Regions from separate parts of the Bombyx mori genome. Here region 2 is linked to region 1. Evidence: chromatin contacts called from public Hi-C data. All regions are on one chromosome and are shown on one strand. The core of a region is the stretch at or near the end of the contact, and the rest is flanking DNA. Distances in the headings are between cores, read along the strand shown.

What was found. A called contact is a pair of places that touch in the nucleus more often than the background predicts.
Region 2: a Hi-C map of middle silk gland shows a contact between it and region 1, with 1.9 times the contacts expected there. The contact joins the promoter of LOC101737093 here to the promoter of LOC101736256 in region 1. A contact is called at or near these places in 2 of 7 Hi-C or Micro-C datasets (middle silk gland and whole pupa).

The regions. Positions count from the first base shown.
Region 1 is chr19:9,551,858-9,558,599 of ASM3026992v2, forward strand. It overlaps LOC101736256 (TM2 domain-containing protein almondex), which reads left to right and starts at 1,544. Exons shown (of 4, transcript XM_038017663.1): 1 at 1,544-1,824; 2 at 2,105-2,346; 3 at 3,503-3,624; 4 at 3,783-4,127. The coding sequence starts at 1,731. The coding sequence ends at 4,062. It overlaps LOC101736121 (X-ray repair cross-complementing protein 6), which reads right to left and starts at 6,202. Exons shown (of 2, transcript XM_004922347.5): 1 at 6,074-6,202; 2 at 4,119-5,942. The coding sequence starts at 5,935. The coding sequence ends at 4,193.
Region 2 is chr19:10,154,246-10,160,936 of ASM3026992v2, forward strand. LOC101737093 (RNA polymerase II subunit A C-terminal domain phosphatase) reads left to right here and starts at 2,765. Exons shown (of 12, transcript XM_004922354.4): 1 at 2,765-3,145; 2 at 3,587-3,734; 3 at 4,328-4,465; 4 at 4,611-4,861; 5 at 5,296-5,435; 6 at 6,182-6,509. The coding sequence starts at 2,928. It overlaps LOC134200691 (a long non-coding RNA gene), which reads left to right and starts at 458. Exons shown (of 2, transcript XR_009975707.1): 1 at 458-671; 2 at 968-1,151.

The DNA of each region.
Region 1 (6,742 bases), core at 294-2,793:
ATCGACCCACCAATTATGATTTAATAGAAAGTGCTTTGAGGAATTGTTCGAGATGATACCATCGTCTCGTTTTTACCATCGCACCGCCTGCCATCGGAGTAGAGTTCATCCATACTACCTGGAGCCACTGCGTTCATCCAGTGTGTTTCTAGAGATTTTTTTGCCATGCACCATCCGGCTTTGGAATGAGCTCTCCTCCACGGTGTTTCCCTAGCGCTATGACATCTTCTTCAAACGAGGCTTGTGGAGAGTATTAAACGGTAGGCAGCGGCTTGACTCTGCCCCTGGCATTGCTAACGTCCATGAGCGACGGTAACCACTCACCATCAGGTGGGCCGTATGCTCATCTGTCCTCATCTGTCTATACGGCAATAAAAATAACATATAAAAACAACAAAAGGGAAATTTTTATCTGAGTGCTTAGTGCGTGTTTTTTAACGTTCTTGATAGCGTAAAAGGTAACCCAATTTTGTATGCAGTTGGAACTGCGCCCCTAGCGGCAAACATAGGCAAACGACCCCATTCCATAAAAATATGAGCTAACTTTAACGCTATCAAGAACGTTAAAAAACTCGCACTAAGCACTGATCTACAGTCACATAATTATAACCATCAGTTTTTAATAGTGTATGATGAAGGCATATTTATCTATTGTGTTTTACAACAGATAGACTTATATTTACTAAACGGCAGTTTCGTAGGGAGAGACCAAAAATGTACTATCCACAGCTGGTTAACTACCGCCATGAAGTCTGCTGCGAACACTACTGCTATATTGTGCATAGACATAGTTATTATTTAATTATTATTTAATGTTATTACAAAGCATTTAAAATATGTGAACTCAACGAGACATCTCACGACATACTTTAATTTGCGGAACGTAGTTCCCTCATCATTCAGAGTAAAGTCATAGTTTAAGTGAATGTTATTAGGTACTTTTCTTATTATTTTGATGCTTTTAAATTATGCACTATTCTACGGCTAAGTTAAAAAAAAACATAAAATAATTGAAAACATCACAGCACCCAATATTGGACAGATTTGACTAGCTTAATTTTTAGTTCAATATTTCATAGCCTAGACACTTTAAAAACTTTAAGCTAATTTAATCTGTGCAGAAAATTAAATTGGAGCTAATGGACTTTTTGGCGGGAACACGAGGACTAAAGTTGTGTGATTTGTTTTATTTTGTCTATTTAGTGCTTCTTCAGGTTTAAATGTGTAGTAACGGTGTTTAATATCTGTGAAAGTGCCCAAATGTGGGAAAATGAAACAAAGCCGCTGGATCTAACTTCTCGGGATCCTCCAAAAAGTCCACTGATAAAATCTTAGTAAATGACCACCATTTTACTGAGATTATATTTCATCCCATATCATCTCATTTCATATCATTTAATTTCATCCCAGTTGGTTAATGTCTCAAATTAATCATCTTCATTTCATTTCACTCCATAATATCATTTTTCATAAAAATATGAATATAAATTAAAATAAGACATGACTTAAAGGTCGCAGTTACCAGGTCATAAAATCCCATAAAAAAAATGGAGCTACCTACGTGAAAATTGCTATCAATTGCCATAGATTATACACTTAATTTAATTGAGAATCAATTGCTATTGTTGAGATGGAAAATGAATTAATAACTATTCGTAAATCATAACATTATATAGAGCATTTGTAAGATACCTATATTCGATGGAAGAAGAAATGCTTTGATTTCCAACATGCATAGAACTCTGCCTTTACGTATAAGCATTCGAGACTGTTTTATTTTGATTTTATTAGTAATAATGAACACAATACATGTCACCGATATGGGTAAGGAAAATAAACAAATCCTAAGTCGTAGAAATTAATATTCTATATGTAAGATAACGGAACTATTTTCTTTAATTCCTTTAGCGGCACAGATACACATATATAATATAGTAATGCTTAATTAGATTTTCAAATATTTAATACTAAAGTTAACTATGACTTTAATTAGCTAGTTAGTAGCTACTATATAATTTAGAATAAATACTCTAGTTGTGTATTAGCAAGTAATTGGCAAAAATGTATAAGCAAAAATAAATGTTCCTATTTACTCTGGTTCTAGCTAATAATAACATGGATTTTCATAGTAAAGAGAATAAAATAAAAGGTGATTCAAATGACAAAGGTGTAAGTTTTAGTGAGAATGAAGAATACATAAAAAGTTGTCCATCAGTTGATCAAGAGAATATGACTGAATGTTCCTCTTTACTGTACCCTTGTATAACATGTAACCGGAGTATAGATTGCAGATATGGAGGTTTCTATAATTATACATGTACAGTGAAACCAAAAGTAGTTTGTCAAGTAAGTGATGTATTAATTAATAAGAATTTAAAAAAGGGTGCGTGTACTTATGTACGCACGTAAGAAATTATACTTTATTTTTATTAAATTTATTTCTTTTTTTTTTAATATTAAATAATTAATAATAAATATTTAACGTTAATAATTTAATAATATTTAGTATGAATTATATTAAATAATAATTTTGTCATTTATATTACTAAAAATGAATACTAATAAGAAGTATAACTTCAAAAGTTACTGTAAAACTTTAGAGGCTATGAAATTTGATAAGAAATCTAAAGTTAGATCCTAAGTGTTCGATGGGTAGGTATTAACTTAAAATCTTGTGCCCAGTTCTATCTATTGCATTAACAAAGATGTAAATTATGTATGAGTTCGGTGAATCTAGCATAAATAACCCCTCGAGGTTAATAGAATAGGTGGGAAAAGAAGAGGATCAAATTATAACACATAATATAAAATATAAATATATAAAAAAATACTCAAGTACTCCGTATATCTTGTTCAAACCAATATTTTATCCTAAGTTTTGTAGTCTCAAAAGAAGTCAGATTTTCCATTATAAATTGGAATGTTACAGTAGACACACTTTTTAGAAACTTCCCTTTAATTTTATTCTTATGTGCATACAAATGTTTTTTCATCCAACAAGAATATGTATAGACTTGAAGTTCATGTTATCCTGCAATGCTTTTTAATTTTTAACATTTATTGTATATTTTATTACTATACCTCACAACTTAAAATATCTATATAAGCTAACATTGAAACGAGATAAAGAATATTGAAAAAAGGAAAGAAGAAACTACAATATAAACATTTTGAAAAATTAATAGATAAGTTTACAATAAATAAATAATAGAACCAACATTATTATCTAGCTAAACTGATTTTAAATAAAATTAATTGAGGAACATGTTAATTCAATCAGTTTTACAGTTGCAATTTATTTTATTTATAAGCACGTAATATCTAGTCACAAAAGATTTGAAATTTATTTGTTTAATTCTAATAACAGTCTTAGTAAAACATCTAGAATGGTATGTTTTTAAACACTTCAATTCATTCATCAATTACTGTTTGGTACCATCTATTTATTTAAGTATCAAATAAGCCTGTGTGTGTTTTATAATGATGATTTTGGATATTGCAGGGGTTAAAAACTTTCAACAAAAGCTCAATGTGTAGATTTTGCTATCAAACTGATAAATGGGAACATCGTTGTGAACAAAAGGCAAATTGTAATTCTTTAGCTTCACCTCTCAAATACTATCTGTGAGTATAAATTAGCAAGTACTTTGTTCTTCATCATTATTAAATACCCAGAATTTATGCAATATTAGGGTTTAATATTGAATATATTGAGTAATTAGTATTTATGCATCTAGTTTAAAAATCAGTCAGTAAATACTAAATAAGTAAATTTGTTTCAGAACTAATTGCACTGTATCTGATGATGTTATATGTTTGGGGAAGAGGCGGTTCCTTAAGAAAGTAAGATGCTCCTGGACATCAGGAACTCGTTGGGGTACAGCACTTGTTCTGGCATTAACTTTAGGAGGTTTTGGAGCTGACCGCTTTTATCTTGGTCATTGGCAAGAAGGCATTGGTAAACTTTTTAGTTTTGGTGGCCTTGGAGTGTGGACTCTAGTGGATGCATTGTTAATTGGAATACACCATTTAGGACCAGCTGATGGGTCTTTATATATTTAACTAGATTTAATTTAATGTTGCTACATTAATGTAATTTTCCTCAATAAAAGTCTGAATATAGTAAATATCAATTTTATTTTTTAACATCTTAAATTCAAATATGTTTTAATCATCCCCTTTAAAATATGTTTTAACTACAATATTTGTAAACTAAATCAACTAGATTACTTTTATTTAAACCTGTCAGAGCTTCTGTTGCTTTCTTATGTTTCAGTATATCTTTAAGTTGGGGTACAGTATACATATTTACTTTTCTGTCTTTAACTCTTTGATCTAATACATCAATATTGACATCAGCAGTCTTTTGTAGTTTGGTATTAGCTGGTTTTGTTTCACTATTTCTTTTGACTGCGGTTACTCCGAATGGACCAAATAGTTCATAAAATTGTTCCCCATCAATCTCATTAAATATTTTATTTAGTGGTTTTGTGGTATCAACAAAAGGCTCTATGTCATCTTGTTTTAATGCTTTTGCTTCAATAACTCTATACAATGATTGCAACTTAGGATTTTCAAACATGCTTGGAGTGTAATTAAACTTTACATTATTAATAATATTTTTGAGCATATCTTTTTGTGTGTCTGACGTATCTGCTATTTCATCTGAAAAAAGACTTGAGAGATCCCTTACATTTTCTGAAAATGGTAATGGTATGACATCAAATCCAATATCTATATCTAAACCAAGGGGCCGAGTACAGGGTGAAAGAGCCACTATGTTAGGTTTAGAATTTATTCTAGAACAAATCACACAAATAGCTACAGTTTTTGTTTCAATACATGCTTGGTGCATTGCCTTGAGAGCAGTTGTAGAACCTTCTATTGATTTTTCATTAGGGAATAAGAAAGAACAATTTTTCAAAAACCATTTCTCTTTACAGAGGAAAGTTTCTGGTTTGAATCCCAACAGTTTTAGTTTCGCTGGACCAAATGGGTTATTTATAGTTTTAAATTCATTATCAGTGAATGCTATAATCTCATTGCCATATTCTTGACAGTGAAGCAGCTCAGACTTAAGTAAAGGCATTTCTTGTTCTTCAACCCTATCAATATCCATATCAGTATCAGGTTTTACCAAAACTTTAGTCGTTTTAGTGTCACTAGTTACAACAGCATTTGTTTCATTACTTAAATACACTTTCTTTGGTTCTATGTTGCTTTTCAATAGTTTATAGATAGAAATACCAATTGATACATTATTCCCAATTTCAAAAATAAGCTGAGCGGTCGCTAAATGACGGTCACATTCATTTAGAATTAACTTTGTAACATCTTCAATTTTCCAAACTGATTTTGGCAATGAGTTTTTATTTACCTCAAATAGCAAATCTTTATAAAATTGATGAATTTCATATTCAGAGTCAGACAAATTAATTAATTTGAGAATTATCTCAGAATTATTCAATTCAACAATTCTATCAAATGTTGGTGTTTCATCCTCAGACAGAGGTGGTGTATCAAGTCTTGACAATAGAATAATAGTTTGAGAGGATAGTGTTTTTGTACAACTATTAAACATTTTATTGCAGTACCATAACGCATCTGACAATCTTAATTCTTTTGCTTGTTTGAGAGCTAGAATGTTGATGTTTTTTAGTTTTTTATAGTCATCCATGTTAGGTGGCGCCAATGGCATAACTTCTAATACGTTTTTAATGTTCGAAGTTGGATCATCAATACCATATAAGACAACACCTACATTATGCGAAGTAGATGTACGTAGATAATGTTTGAGTGCCTGACACGTTGCAACATGCGCAATTTGTGGGAATTTACACGATAGGGGATCGTATACATTGATAAGAATTATAGTTCCAGCGTTTCCTCTATAAGAAAACTCTTCGCACTCTTCTACTTCAATATCAGAATCCATTATGCACCTAAAAATTATTCCGAAAATTTACATTAAATAGGAAAGATAACGTGTGCAACTTACACACGATAAATTGATTATACACAATTTTAACGAGGTATTTTATTGAAATCCTGTCTTCCACAAGAAGTACATTACCTATCAATAATTGAATTACAAACAATTTAATACGGTAGGTTATAATCAAATAGTGTATAATGTTTATAATTTATGATAATTTAGTAAATGACACTTGACAGTAAATGTTGGAAAAAAAACATAGATTTTTTTATTGTGGCTCGGATGGTTTGAGCATTTGCCACTACTAGTGTGGAAAAGGTAGGGAAACCAGTTTTATTTAGGAATCAATTAGAAGGTTCGAAATTTGGAAAGGATATGACAATGTATGTAATACGATTAGGGTAAGTATTAATATACATATATTATAGAAATTTTATTAAAGTGAAATGAATCACAATTGGGAGGAATAGAGACTAGAGTTAGAATAGGGATATATCTGGGATGTCACAATACAGTGCACACTCATTTTGTTGAGTTGTTAGATTTAACATTGGTGAACTGAAAATTACATTTAAGAATATTAAATAGTTTAATTTAGTCATCAAACTTATGTAACTCATTAAAGATATTAAAAAATGAATTACCTAAAGTTAGGTACTTATCAACTAAATAGCCAGCCCTATCGAAAAACTTTATTGTCCCTCTAAGTAACTTGATCTACCCCAAAGCCATGGGGAATCAGTTCAGTTAGGTCAGTCCATCAGGTCAGTTTTTTTCAGTTTTTGAGTATATTTTGTAATGAACTAT
Region 2 (6,691 bases), core at 1,515-4,014, 600 kb after region 1:
GTCGGAGCCCCGTGGTTCGTCAGGAACGTCGACCTCCATGACGACCTGGACTTAGAGTCCATCAGTAAGTATCTACAGTCGGCGTCGATGCGCCACTTCGATAAAGCGGCACGACACGAGAACCCTCTCATCGTGGCCGCCGGTAACTACATTCCCGATCCTGCGGACAGAATGGAAAGCAGTCGACGTCGCCCAAAACAGGTCATCTCGGATCCTCCCGATCCACTAACGGTGCTTTTAGGTAGTTCAAGCACCGGTCACCGTTCTCGTCGAACCCGTCGCTTGCGACGAAGGGCTCGACGAGTAAATTAACTCTCAGACACAGCCCACTGAGTTTCTCGCCGGATCTTCTCAGTGGGTCGCGTTTCCGATCCGGTGGTAGATTCTGTGAAGCACGGCGCTTGCTAGGGTTCGTGTTAGCATCGTCGTCAGGTTTGAGCCCCGTGAGCTCACCTACAAACTTCGATCAACAATAGTAACTAGATTTCGGGTCGGTGCATAAAATCCGTCTCGTCAAATAACAGCGCACTTGAAATGTGAGCTCTTATTTTGTTTAGTTCACTTCAAACACAGCCAATGTCAACCCGTCTCACAATACCGCAGTGTGTATTCAAAAGTTGCAAAAATAAGGCCCGAAAAAGCAATTTAACGGCCGGAGTATCTTACTTTCGGTAAGTACATGAAGTATAAACTATATTGTAAGCTTTAAACTTATAAATAATATTAAATTTTGAACAAAATTACCGATTTTTAACCACCGCTACAAATGTTGGCCAAAGCTCGGCCAACACATGGACAAACTTTTGCTTAACAGAACAGTAAATGCATGGAGTAGATTTGTGTTGTAATAATTTTTTAAAATTTGTTAGCAGCACTTCAAAATTAGTTGGTTAAAATTGGTTAATGCTGCTTTTGTGTCTGTTTGTTGGACTCTCATTAGATACTTAGCTTTCCATTTTTATTTTAGCTTTCCTAGCAATCACGTGTGCAGAATGGATCTCGATTGTCGCCAGAGAAAAAAGAGATGACTTTTATAAGCCAGCTAAGAACTCCGCTTATTGACACTGGACATCTTTGCCTTCCGAGCTCACGGCTACTGAAATGTGGCCGAAACATTGTAATAAAAATACCACGCTTGAAACCGTTTAAACGTTGTTTTATTATGTGCACTGGTCGCGAAAACTTAAAAATATATATTACACAAAAACGTAACGCTAATAAAATAATAAGTAATGTATAGATACTAACAAACATACATTTCCAAAACATAAAAAGTAAACAACTAAACTTTTACTTTAATTCATTAATAAATTATTTTAGTGTTAAGCGCGACTCCCTTACCTCCTGTAATAAATAGAAATCGGCATTTCAAGAAGCAAAAATAAATAAAGCAAAACGATGTTAGTTCTCAGAGCAATTAAGAGAAAAGTTACTTTATTTGTTGCACCTTAAGATTGATTTAACATTAAAAGTTGTTTAAAATATGTCTTTTTATTGGTAAGTGACAGGAGTAATTTATTGCTTTGCTCGTTTTATGTGACGAATGATCGTAAGTATTAGATAATGTTTTGGAGACTTGTGACTTTATTACTCGGTGCCATAGTTGTTATTAGTTTGAAAGTATAAGTGTTTCAAAACTTTTTTCTCCGTTTGTTAGTAAACGAATGTAGCTATATAAGTATATATTCACGCGGACAGTTTTTGCTTTAATTTTGTACGTATCCCTTTATCTAGTTACTATTGTTGATCGAAGCCTACAAACGTTAGGGCGAAGCTGAAATAGCCTCTCAAGGCTATCATAGCATAGGTAGGAAAAAAAAAAAAAACGATCCGTATGATTGCTGACTAACGACCGCGTAGTGTGTAAGTTGAAGTCGTCGTGCCCTAAAGAATAAGACGTCTGGTGCATTCGTATCGAGCGATGAAACGGTTGAAGGTCGGTTTGAAGGGTGGGGCAGCCGTTGTAACTATACTGAAACTTATATCTCAAGGTGAGTGGCGCATTTAAGTTGTAGATGTCTATGGGCTCCAGTAACCACTTAACACCAGTTGAGCTGTGAGCTCGTCCACCAATCTAAGCAATAAAAAAGGTCACATAGACAGATATCCAATTAAAACCGTAGCGTATATACGTAGCGTTTTTAAGTATTGTGTACAAGAATGAAATTTTAATCAAAAAATATTTTCTTACGTGGCTTGTTTTCTTTTTAAACAGCGAATAAATTAAATATGCATATTGCAAATTAAATATGCTTAAGGATAATACACCTAAATTATGTAGGTAGTGAATATGGATCATAGTGTTAGTATCTTTACTCCATGTAACTCCATGATATGGATAAAGTGCAAAGAAACAATTTATTTAGTTAGTAAGTAGTTTAGTTTAATAGAATCCCTACATTAAAATTAGATACATCGTCTCTTGGAGAGCAAACAAGTTTTAGGCCTGCATTAGCATTTTAACCGAGAAGTAACAAAAATTTAAACAAGCTCTATTATTTTATTTTGTTAAAATAAATATTCGCTCCTGGCTTTTACACCCTGTCGCACATTATTAATTGGTACTCTTGCATCATCATAGTTTTTATTAGTAATATGCTATTGATGATATCTACTGTACTTGGCTTAATTTCTCAGCTTTACACTGCCATCGTGCGTGAACAATACGTTTCATACTCGAAAGCATTTCATACTTTTTTTAAATAAGTCTATGCTCTATGTATGCTCAAAAGCAGCCAGAATAAAAAAGGAAAGAAATTGTCTCTGCTCACAGCACGTTTTGGGCCGGATATGAACTCCTATTCGCCATGAAGATGATTGAACCTGTACTTTATTCTCATTGGCAGGAAAAGTGAAGCCGCCAAAACTGTTTTCGAATCACCAATAAGGTACTAGGATTTTGACAAAAAGCGTTATATCCGTTCAAGATGGCCGACAAAACTATACCTATTTTTGTTCCATCAGAAAAGCCTGTGAAACTCGCAAAGTGGAAAATAAAACAAGGTACTGTGGTAACACAAGGCCAAGTATTATTTTTATACAAAGATTTAGCGGGCGATGGTGAAGAGTTAAAGAAATTTAAATCATCACACGCTGGTACTGTGTCATCGATCAAGGTGAAAGAAGGAGACGTAGTAGAACCTAGGTAAGTGACGTCATGATAACAACGATAAAATAAAAACGGTGCATATATTTCATGATAAAATGTCTAACATTTATGTCATGTTTTATTCTCATTAGATGTGAAGCATATTAATAAAGCAACGCCATTGTTGCAAATCCATTTTATCGATTGAGCGCCAATTTTGAATGTTGAAAACATTTCCCGCCCTGCATGAAATAGCAGCTCGGCTGTGCCATTAACATTGAGGATGTTTTTAAGCGACGGTGATCACTTAACATCAGGTGGGCGATACCATCGTCTGTCTGACTTTAATTGCAAGCAATGACATCTTCGACTTTATTTTGTAAAGAATGTTATTTTTAAATTTGCTTCTAATGTACAATGTAAAATTTTATATCTGCCATAATATATTTATCAGACGATGTTATCGATTGTTTCAAACGTAGTATTTTGCGTTTACAGTTCGGCTGTAGCAGATTTGGAAGAATGCCGCCATCCAACAGTGATGATGGAGATGTGCGCGGAGTGTGGAGCAGACCTCCGCAGCGAGGAGACCAAGAAGCTGGACGTGGCCATTGTACCAATGGTACACTCTGTACCTGAATTAAAAGTAAACACTTTTGATTATGTCAATTACTCTGGAGAACAATTTACAAAATGTATTTATTTTCTGATGACAAAACCTAGTGGTAATAACATTTTATGAAAAGCCATTAGATCAGTTTAATTAAATAGATAAACAGTAGGGACAGCTTTAATTTAAATGAGAAGCTCCACTGAAAGAATGCAAAAAAAATCTAAAATATATCCTGAACTGAACGTAAGAAACGTTATTCTTAATAAAAGCCCTGGATTTGGGACTCATATTACAATTTGAATGTGAAATGTCATTGTCTTCAAAATCAACATTCTCACGTCTTAGATTTCATGTAGATCTTGATAGCAAATTATACCATCAATGTATATAAATCAAACTTAAACATATACATAATTACAATTTAGTGTATGTACCTACAACACCTTGAGCATTAGTTACCTGGACTGTGATATCCATACCCTATTTTCAAACTACATTCACAGGACAGTATTTATTAACAATATTAACAAGGGTCATGCGGGTGGTATTTGGAGATCTTCAATAGGGGTGTCATACTCAAGCTAAACTTAGATTTAGTAATATTTTGATTATATTTCATATTTCAGGTGTCTGAAGAACTGGCACAAAAACTAGGTAAAGAGGATGCTGAGCGTCTTCTGAAAGACAGGAAATTAGTACTTCTGGTAGATTTAGATCAAACATTAGTTCACACTACTAATGACAATATACCACCCAATCTAAAGGTGAGGGGTTTTTATTTTTCTTCTTCTATGCAATTGATTCTTCCCTAATAGTTTGAAATTGTGATTAAATAATATGTGATTTCATTAACTAGATACTGATACTATGTATACAATCTAATGTAATATGATTTTTTTGTTTCTTCAGGGAGTATTACACTTCTTCCTAAGAGGACCTGGAGGGCCAGGGCGTTGGTGTCATACGAGGCTTCGACCACGCACTCAAGAGTTTCTTGAATCAGCAGCAAAGAACTATGAACTTCACATATGTACATTTGGAGCCAGGCAATATGCACATGCCGTAGCTGAGCTCCTAGATCCGGAAAAGAAATATTTCTCACATAGGATACTATCCAGAGATGAATGCTTTGATCCTAGAACTAAAGCAGCCAATCTGAAGTAAGAATGATATTGCTAAGTAAAAGGCCTTTCCAACATTTTCAATAAGTTTTTTCTCTTGATGAGACAGACAATCAATTGTGGATATTCAGTATAATCTGAATCAAAGTAGGTTTATTAATAGACTAAAAACAGCTTTAAATTTATCAAATTGTGCTGACAGATAGAGTTTTTATCTAACTTTATCTATTAATTATCTAATCAACACTTTCTTTTATAACTGAATACTTTTTTAATAAGAAATAATTTGTGTGGACAAAATATTCTAAAATAATGCCTTTGTAAAGTTAAAATCTCTGAGTCCCATATCAATCTTGAATATTCATAACCAAAATTTTTCTAACGTATATAATTAATTTTTAAATTAATTTTAAATAGTTTTAATTGTGACTATTGTACTTTTTTGACCATTTTTTATGAACTATAATTTACAGAGCACTGTTTCCTTGTGGTGACAACATGGTTTGCATTATTGACGATCGGGAAGATGTGTGGAGACATGCTGCTAATCTAATTCATGTCAGGCCTTACTCATTTTTTCAATCGACCGGCGATATCAATGCACCGCCACCAAGTAAGAATCTCGTAAAAGAGAATATGAAATAAAATATTAAAACTAATAATTCTGGATTAACATACAAGTTTCAAATTTAAGAATGTTTGAATCTCACTTGTAATCCATACATTAGTAATAGTCCTTCTGAAGACTTTCTTTTGTATAGCTTAAAAAAAAAGACAGATACGAGGACAACATTTTTTTTGCTAACAAACACCTCATAGTCCACTTGGTATCTAGTAATTTGTACTATCCACCTAGAGATGAAATCAAAGTGGTACTATTACGGTTGTATTGTTGAAACCGTAATGCATGACTGTTGCAAGGCAGGATGATGGTTACCTGCCACAGTGTGATGAAAATGTCATATGACTAATAACATAATTTAAAATGTTTACCCTTTCTGATCTTCATGAGCTCTCAGACTACATCATAAATATCAACACTCACTATCCCGTTGAAGATTCACGTTTCATTGATTAACAACTATTGGGCACTGGTTATTGACTGATTGCCTCATGGCAGAATGAGGGTTTCAACTTATTGAGAATAAAGATAATTACGGGTCTTACCAACATTATCGCTAACATTATTATTAATTATGGCAATATTGTTGAAGAAACAATATTAACAATTAATTAAGTTATCTGTTTTAAAAAAAAGAGGTTTTCACTAGAAATTACTTTTCCAACTTTTTTTGTTAAAAACATCTACACTTTACTAATGAATATATTTTCTGAGTTTATTTTCTTATTTGATTTTAGTTGAAGAGAAACCAAAATTGACGATCGGCAAAAATGGTACTCAACCACAAGTACAAGAAATGCCGACTTTAGATGCAGAACCAGATGAAAATCTAGAAAAACCTGCTAACAACTTTGAAAAACCTACTGAAGGTAGCAACGGAAAAGTCATAAAAGAAGTAATGGAAGAGAAGCCAGTTGATATTAAGGAAGGCAATGAAAAAATTGAGGAAGTTGAATTACCGCCAGCTGAGCCAGTATGGACAGAGACATCTGATGGACAGATAGAGGTGGAAGATCCTGATGATTATCTTATCTATTTGGAGGATATTTTGAAGAGGATACATAAGTTAGTATAAGTTATAAATTTAACTACATATGTTAAAATTTGGTTGGATGGATACAAATATAAATCATATATATTTACAGCTCTGAATACTTTAAAATAATTTTAGATCGTATAATTTACATGGAAAAATTTAAAAGATAAGAATGAGCACAATAACAATAAATGCATGTATAAAATACTTA